2 separate regions of the Mus musculus genome follow, and region 2 is linked to region 1. Evidence: chromatin contacts called from public HiChIP or PLAC-seq data. All regions are on one chromosome and are shown on one strand. Each heading gives the region's core, a stretch centred on a gene start, on an enhancer-like site or on the middle of the called end of the contact. The rest is flanking DNA. Distances are from core to core; before and after follow the strand shown. Region 1 overlaps Foxo1 (forkhead box O1). Region 2 has its middle 3.3 kb from the start of Gm40047.

Region 1 (3,389 bases), core at 466-2,965:
CTGCCAAAGATAAAGATATCAAAAATACTCTATAAACACTCCCAGAATTAAATCTGTAATCTATGTGAGGAGGAAAAACCACGAGGATTGCAGTTCAGCTGTGAGAACGTGGAAACAAGCCTGAGGAAGCCGTTAAACAGGAAGTTTGTGATGAATGACTTAATCGAGTTGGAACTATTCATGATGGCTTAAAAATTCCTGTTTATATATTCCTTACTTCCTATAACAAAGTAGCCAGTTTTATTTCCTTATGTTTGTGTCAAGTGATACCCAGGCCCTTCCATGCATACATGCTACCCCACTCTACCCTGTGTAGTCCTCTGATAGCCATTGACAGGTGTTAAGAGCCAATACTCATTGAGACCCTGACTGACTCATTCTAGGACCACCTCCATCTCAGGGAGGCTTCCCATGCTACCCACGAGTCCCCTCGCCTCTCCTTTTTGCTGCTATTTTACATGACAACTGTATCTCCCCCACCCTGTGTACTATGGAAGATCGCTTTAGAGGAATTTTCTTTACTCTGGAATGCTTTGAATAAGATGAAGCACTTTGGAGCAAAATGGGAATCCACAGCAGTTTGGTAACTACAGTTCCATGTCAGATGGCCTAGAAAGACGGTCGTGTCTTAGAGTGTAGACCAGATGAATGGTGAGTGTTAGAGCTTTGAGGACAGCTTTGGGATCACCAGAGAAGTGTCAGGACTTTAGTGTAGACAGGTTATGGTTTAGAGGGTGCTCAGGTGAGAATAGAGCTCTGAAATGAAACCATCTTTATGGAGAAAAAGCAAGGCTTCTCTTACAACATGCTTTTGAGTCAAATTTCATGTACACTATTAACAATTTATGTCTAAATGCACACAGACTGTCGAGTAAATGTCTCATGATTTCCTTCTCACAAGCACACTGGACACTAGTCATTATTAGTAGTAACTCAAATCGGAACTCTGAGTAGTGGAGTGGGCTTTGCTACTCTGAATCTTGAGTGTGTTTTCACATAGCAGTGTAAAAAGGAAGCACGAGGTGGCATCGATAGTTGCTGGGTGTCTGTAACAGCTGCACACAATTAGAAAGCTCAAAAATGAGGGAAAATACTTTGGGAAAATCTAGTTTGTCTAGCATTTTTTAAAGAATTTCCAAAATTCCTACAACTGGGCGCTTTTTAGCCATATGTTCCAGTCTCTGAGCATGAGATTCTTTGTGTTTGTTGTCGACACCTATGCAGTCAGGTGGCACTTCTCAGCAGACGGGGGTCTCTAGGGACCATTTCGTTTTCCTTGTGAGTTCTCGTAGCCTCTTTACATAGGCTTTCCCTGGGAAAATGCATACCTGAAACTCAGCGTAGCTTCTGTCATAAAGCACCCACAGGGTAGCAAGTCTTATTGTGTACATTGACTAGCCATTAGGGCAAACGCTGGGTTTTATAAAGCAGTAAGTGCAATGACTACTTCTCCCCCAGTGTGTTGTGTACTCATGTTACTCCAGTGTGTTGCTTTGCTTCTTGATACAAGTGAGTACTAAGAGGTGGTTTTGTCAGCTTGCAGCAGTGTAGTAGGGAATCACAAAGTCTTGCCCGAGTTCTAGCTAATGGGAGGGAGCTTCTTTCTGCTCTAGTTTCCCCCTTTCTAAAGTGTGACCAGTGACACCTGTCTACGTGTAGACTACCCCGTAGGGTGAGAAGAGATGTAGCCACAACAGTACACTAGAAAGGAAGAGCCGTAAGGTACAAAGGCCAGGATTTCATGAGCAAGGTGCAATCAGCATAAATTGCTGCCTGGTGGTTATTACTGTATGGAAAGAAAGACCAAGGGTGCACCTAGAATTGAAAAGTAGAAAGAAATAGGAAATGTAAAAAGACCCAGGCCAGGCCAGCAGGTAGTGGCCTTCGCACGGCTGAGAAGCTCAAGCGCTAAAGTATGGTTCAGGTCAGACGCCAGGGTTCTGAGAGCCAGGGACCTGGCAATCAGGATGAAGAGAGATGCCTCGGAAGCACCAGATCCAGCAGGTGACAGGAACTGAAACCAGTAAGCAGGGGCAGGGCAGGGTTTCCAGCAGGCTTAGGGGGTGGTGAGAGGCAGGCACGGAGTCTATGTTTGACTAACTTATGACTCGGTCCTCACCTCCGATTTTTGTTGGAGATTCAGCATTCCTAGAAGTCTACTATGATGGATGAGTAGTTTCCAATGTTTTGTTTTGCTTTTAAATCTCATGCCCTTTTTTGATAGGGCTTCAAGTTGTTCATGCAGTTCAGATATATTATGTATGTTCTATAGCACATTGTTAGACATAGTTTTTTGTGTGAGATTTAAAACTTCAAGGTAAATGCATATTTATAGATTCTGCACTTCAGTGATTGCCTGATAATTGCTTTTGACTGGGAGGATAAAAACATCTTGGTTGGAAGAACAAAGAACAAAATAACCCTGTCCTGTGTCTCTATGTGCCTGACATTTCCCACCCTAGGACAGTACAGTAGATCTCATTCAAAACCGACCCAGTGGAGAGACCCAGCTATGGTCATTAAAGCAGATCTGTTTTGGCCAGCCAGGACTAGAAAACTGACTGTAGTGTGTAAATTTAGGCAATGTGTGTGTTGAGAAACCATCAGACCCTTCCTTGACACGAGTTGCTATTTCCCATAAATAACATGAATGCTTTATACTAGTTGGAACACTGGAATCTGGTTATCTTATATGTATATCTTATATACATGTACAAAACATTATTATTCTAAAGATGCTGGTGTCCTAGTAGTGTTATTAACTAACTTCATTCCTATTGATGGAGACGGGCATTTTTACACATGCTGCCTTGTTGAGTATGTTGAACTGTCCTTGACATAGAAGCTGAGGAAGTTGACGGCTCCTAGAAAGCTCTGTGGGGGTCATCTGTTGGTTTGTCAAATGACTCTTACTATTCCCTTCCTTTCACAGAACCTCTGGAGGGTAGCCTGGGTCCTCCTTCCTTCCTATTTCCTTTTCTGCTGTCTGTACCATGAGCTGTCCTAATGTGGAACATGAATGGTAGATGCCTAAGAGATGCCTAAAACCTCACATCTTCCCTGTAATGTTTTTGGGGTGTCAGTCAACAAAGTTTTATTGAGCTCATGTGTGTAGAACACCTGTTAGAGGCTTTGAGGTTAGAAACTTAAGTTTAATCTTGTGTTTAAGGAACTTGGAGTCTGGTCTATAGGGGCATAGAGCAGAGTGCTCAGGAGCAGAACAGGTTGAGCATCGGGGTACACCAGGTTTGTGTCTACCTTTCTGGCAGAACTGGCTTGTGTCAGGCTCCCTTAGCATGTGCTTGCAGTGTTCAGCCATCCAGAAGCATCAGGAATGTGTCTGCGGCTCCCCTGAGCCCAGAAAGCCAGCAGGGAGGGCAGTGTGGTTG
Region 2 (3,389 bases), core at 410-2,909, 240 kb after region 1:
AAGGGAGGCATCGAGCTATGCTCCCTGCAATATCACCCTTGAGCATATATGCTTGCCTGCTGCCTAGGATTCTGCCAGTCTAGCTATGCTCAGGTGGAGGTGATGGTAATGATGCAGGTGACTGTGCCATTACATCTTCGAGGAACGATCTCCTTGATACGGTGGCAGCAGAGCACGTCAAAGTGAATGCAGAATTCAGGTCGGCTAGGAGCAGTCGCTATGCTGGGAGAGTTCTTTGTTTCTCTCTGGCATGTGGGTGCACAGCCTTTGATGTTAGAATTTTGGCTCATTAATAACTAATTTACATTTCCCAGACAGCAAATTGTGATCTGACACAAATTTATAAAAGAACTCCAAATGGTGAAACTCTTTTATACAATGAATCCTTTGTGGGCTTTCCTCCCTCCTTCCCTCTCCCTCTCCCTCCCTCTCTCTCTCTCTCTCTCTCTCTCTCTCTCTTTCTTTCTAACTTAAGGAGTTTGTGATTAAAATTTTAATGCAATCATTGAAGTCTCCCGGGCTACTTGAAAATAAAGTACCATCGTATTTCCTCATTCTCAGAGATCATGACAACTGGCTGTTCCCCAGTAGATGCTGTAAATGTTACAACTGCTTTTTCATCTGCTCTGAGCCTCAGATAAAATAGGATGTCCTCAGAGAGCCAGAGGGATGGCCCAGTAGAGAGGCTAGAGGCAGTGACAAACAGTGATGGAACTTTGTTCTTTGACTTTGGTGATCTGCAGGTTACGAGATCAGTAGATTCCATTTTGTATAAGATTTTTCCTTGGCTATTGGGACTCCCAGGGGTAATCCTCACCATTCTGGATGCCTAAAGCCAAACCATGAATTACTCTAAAAAGCACAGATAGGCAGTTACCAACCCTATTGGTGACCTTCTGGAAGGCCAGTTGAAAATCATGATGAAAAGCATGATGGGCTTTTGATGGCTAACTATCGACTTGATATAACCTAGGATCACCTGGGAAGAGGGTATCAATGAGGAAGTGTATAGATTTGGTTGGCTGTGGGTATGTAGGGATTGACTTAACTGCAGGCATTAATGTAAGAAGATCCATCCCACTGTTGGCAGCACCAATTCCCTAGGCAGGGGATCCCGAATAGTATAAGAAAGAAGAAAGTTAGCTAAGAGAAAGCAAGTAGGTAAGGATCTATGAGTTTAGTCTCTTTCCACTCTTAACTGTGAGCATGATACTTTAACTGCCTGCACAGATGTCCCCAGAACAATTGATTACGGTAACCTGGAATTGTGAACCAAATAAGTCCCCTTTTCTCCAAGTTGCTTTTTATCACAATAGCAGAAGTGTAGTATGAATTTTCCATATTTTACTCCGTGTTTCTTTGGGCCATATGGTGGCCAAGAAGAGTCACAAACTGGCTGTTGGAAGACAAAGTTAAGTCTACCTCTGTCCCCCTCTGTCTTCCCCTGTTCAGCTCCTGTTCTATGGTTCCCAGTCATTAGTCTTTGAGAAAGGCTTTGTCTCCCAGTGTGTTGGTGACTCACTGATCCCTGGGGCAAGCAGGGCAAGGCTCCCCTTTGTGCCAGAATAAGAAAGTGCCACGTGTGTATAGCCACCTGGAAATACCTTTCCCCAAAGACAAAAGGAGTTCTGTGTGTGAATAGAAAGGAGGCAGAACCGAAAAGTGGATCAGTCAACTGGCTGTGGGCAGGGCGGTGGGGTGGAGCTATGGAACAAGACAAGAAGTAGCTCAGTGGTTGTGTCACTTCTGGCAAAGGACTTGGTTTTTCTGAACGACTCTTGTAGAAATAGTATAGGCAGCAGTCATAGGTTTGTTGTGCAACAGAAATAGCCAGGATGGAAAGGTCTTTAGGCTGGCATCACTTGAGGTCAGCTTGTAAATGATCAACACAGCAGGAACCAAGTTGATGACATGCGGGGGAGCAAGGAGCCACTGGTTCCTTATATTGTTTTAATAACAGAAAGAATGCATTAGACATTCCAGGCAAGATTTCCACCTGGATGCAGTCCCAGATTTGAATTCATCTGTACGTGCCTTTGGAAAGAAGCCTTTCACAAGGAGGCTCTTTTTCTCTCCCAACTTCTTCCTTGCCACTGAAGGAACCTGGGGGTTGTCCTCCCAGCTTTGGTTGTAACAAGCAAGAAATCAGAGAGCCTGCTCCAGAGAGTGTAGTTCTGTAGAAAGCTAAGAAAATATCGTTTCCTTTTGAGATGGTCTTTAATTCAAGCAAAGAAGTGTATCCCAAGAAGGACATGAGCCATGCCTGGCTTGGGTGTGTGGGCTGGGACCAGAGAGATCGGATTGGCTCGTTCTTCCTCTGAAGACCACTTTGTGAGTCACAAGGGATGAAGAAATCACTCTGTGTGTGTCTTGATCATAACGAGGCTCTATAACATTTTGGGTATTTAAGAATGAACACCACTGTCATGCTTACTAGTTTGATTCTCTTGTGTCCTGAGGTGTTTAAGAGACACCTATGTGTTTGTGTGTGTGTGTGTGCACACATGTGTGTGTGTGTAGGTGTCCCGTGCAGGTATATGCACATAACTGCATTTACACATGGAAGCCAGATGTCAACTTTGGGTGTCATTCTTCAGGAATCACCCACCTTATTTTTTTGAGACAGAATCTCTTACTGGGTCCTAGTGCCTGCCCATCAGACTAGGCTAGCTATTTTAATCGGAAATCTCATATCTTCTGTCATTTCATTGGCTTTAGCTCTATCTTTGAGCCTTAGGTAGTGGCCTAAGTATGGATGGATGACTGTTGATACAAGTAAGGACCCAGGAGGTGCTGTGATAATTACAAGTGAACATAATGGCAAGGGAAAACTTGTGTCTGCGCATATCTGCTTTTTCCTTGACCGCTGGTCTTAGTTTCCAGAAGGACTTGGGCCACAGGAAGGCTTTGAAATAGTGTCGGTGAATGGTATATATAGCAGTTGTGACTTGTCAGAAATGTTCACACAGCAAGATTAAAGACAAAAAAATCTGGTGACATGGTGGTGAAAGAAAATCCTCTGAGTGACAACTAAAGCCACCACATGCATTGGGCTTCATCAAGGGACTGGTATGTCCAGGCCTAGATGTCATATGTCAAGTTGTGTGGGTCTTTTGCTTAGAGCTGGCTGGAAGTTGGTTACCTGAAGTCACCACACAGCTTCAGAGGGACCCCATGCCACACCTCCACCTAGTTTCCTAAGTCTGCTGGAGGTCAAGGCTTCATTTCAGGTCTTGGTGTTTCCAGGATGCTTATGGACTCTTTAGACCTGGTTTAGGTGGAGCTCAGTAGAGAATTCTTGTCTGTGATCTTTGGAAACATGGGGCTGTGGCAGACCAGGGTTTCCAGTTTGGAATTTGCTGTGCCCTTATAACTTGAAAGTGTTTTTA

What was found. HiChIP or PLAC-seq counts read pairs in DNA pulled down with a chosen protein or histone mark.
Region 2: a FOXA1 HiChIP or PLAC-seq map of pancreatic cancer cells shows a contact between it and region 1. The contact joins two enhancer-like sites. A contact is called at or near these places in 1 of 15 datasets of contacts at CTCF or cohesin (large pre-B cells), 1 of 484 Hi-C or Micro-C datasets (CD8 T cells), 5 of 115 datasets of contacts at active chromatin or transcription factors (CD8 T cells, memory CD8 T cells, pancreatic cancer cells and 1 more) and 1 of 9 other capture datasets (embryonic stem cells).

What each region holds. Positions count from the first base shown.
Region 1 is chr3:52,338,821-52,342,209 of GRCm38.p6, forward strand. All of the region lies in intron 1 of Foxo1 (forkhead box O1), which reads left to right. Among named protein-coding and RNA genes, the nearest start is that of Foxo1, 72 kb to the left of the region's middle. Within about 2 kb of position 1,716, at least 19 of the 459 cell types and tissues checked have an H3K27ac peak or open chromatin away from gene starts, as enhancers often do. A contact at or near this core is called in pancreatic cancer cells, where this site is marked.
Region 2 is chr3:52,575,177-52,578,565 of GRCm38.p6, forward strand. No RefSeq gene overlaps it. Among named protein-coding and RNA genes, the nearest start is that of Gm40047, 3.3 kb to the right of the region's middle. Within about 2 kb of position 1,660, at least 40 of the 459 cell types and tissues checked have an H3K27ac peak or open chromatin away from gene starts, as enhancers often do. A contact at or near this core is called in pancreatic cancer cells, where this site is marked.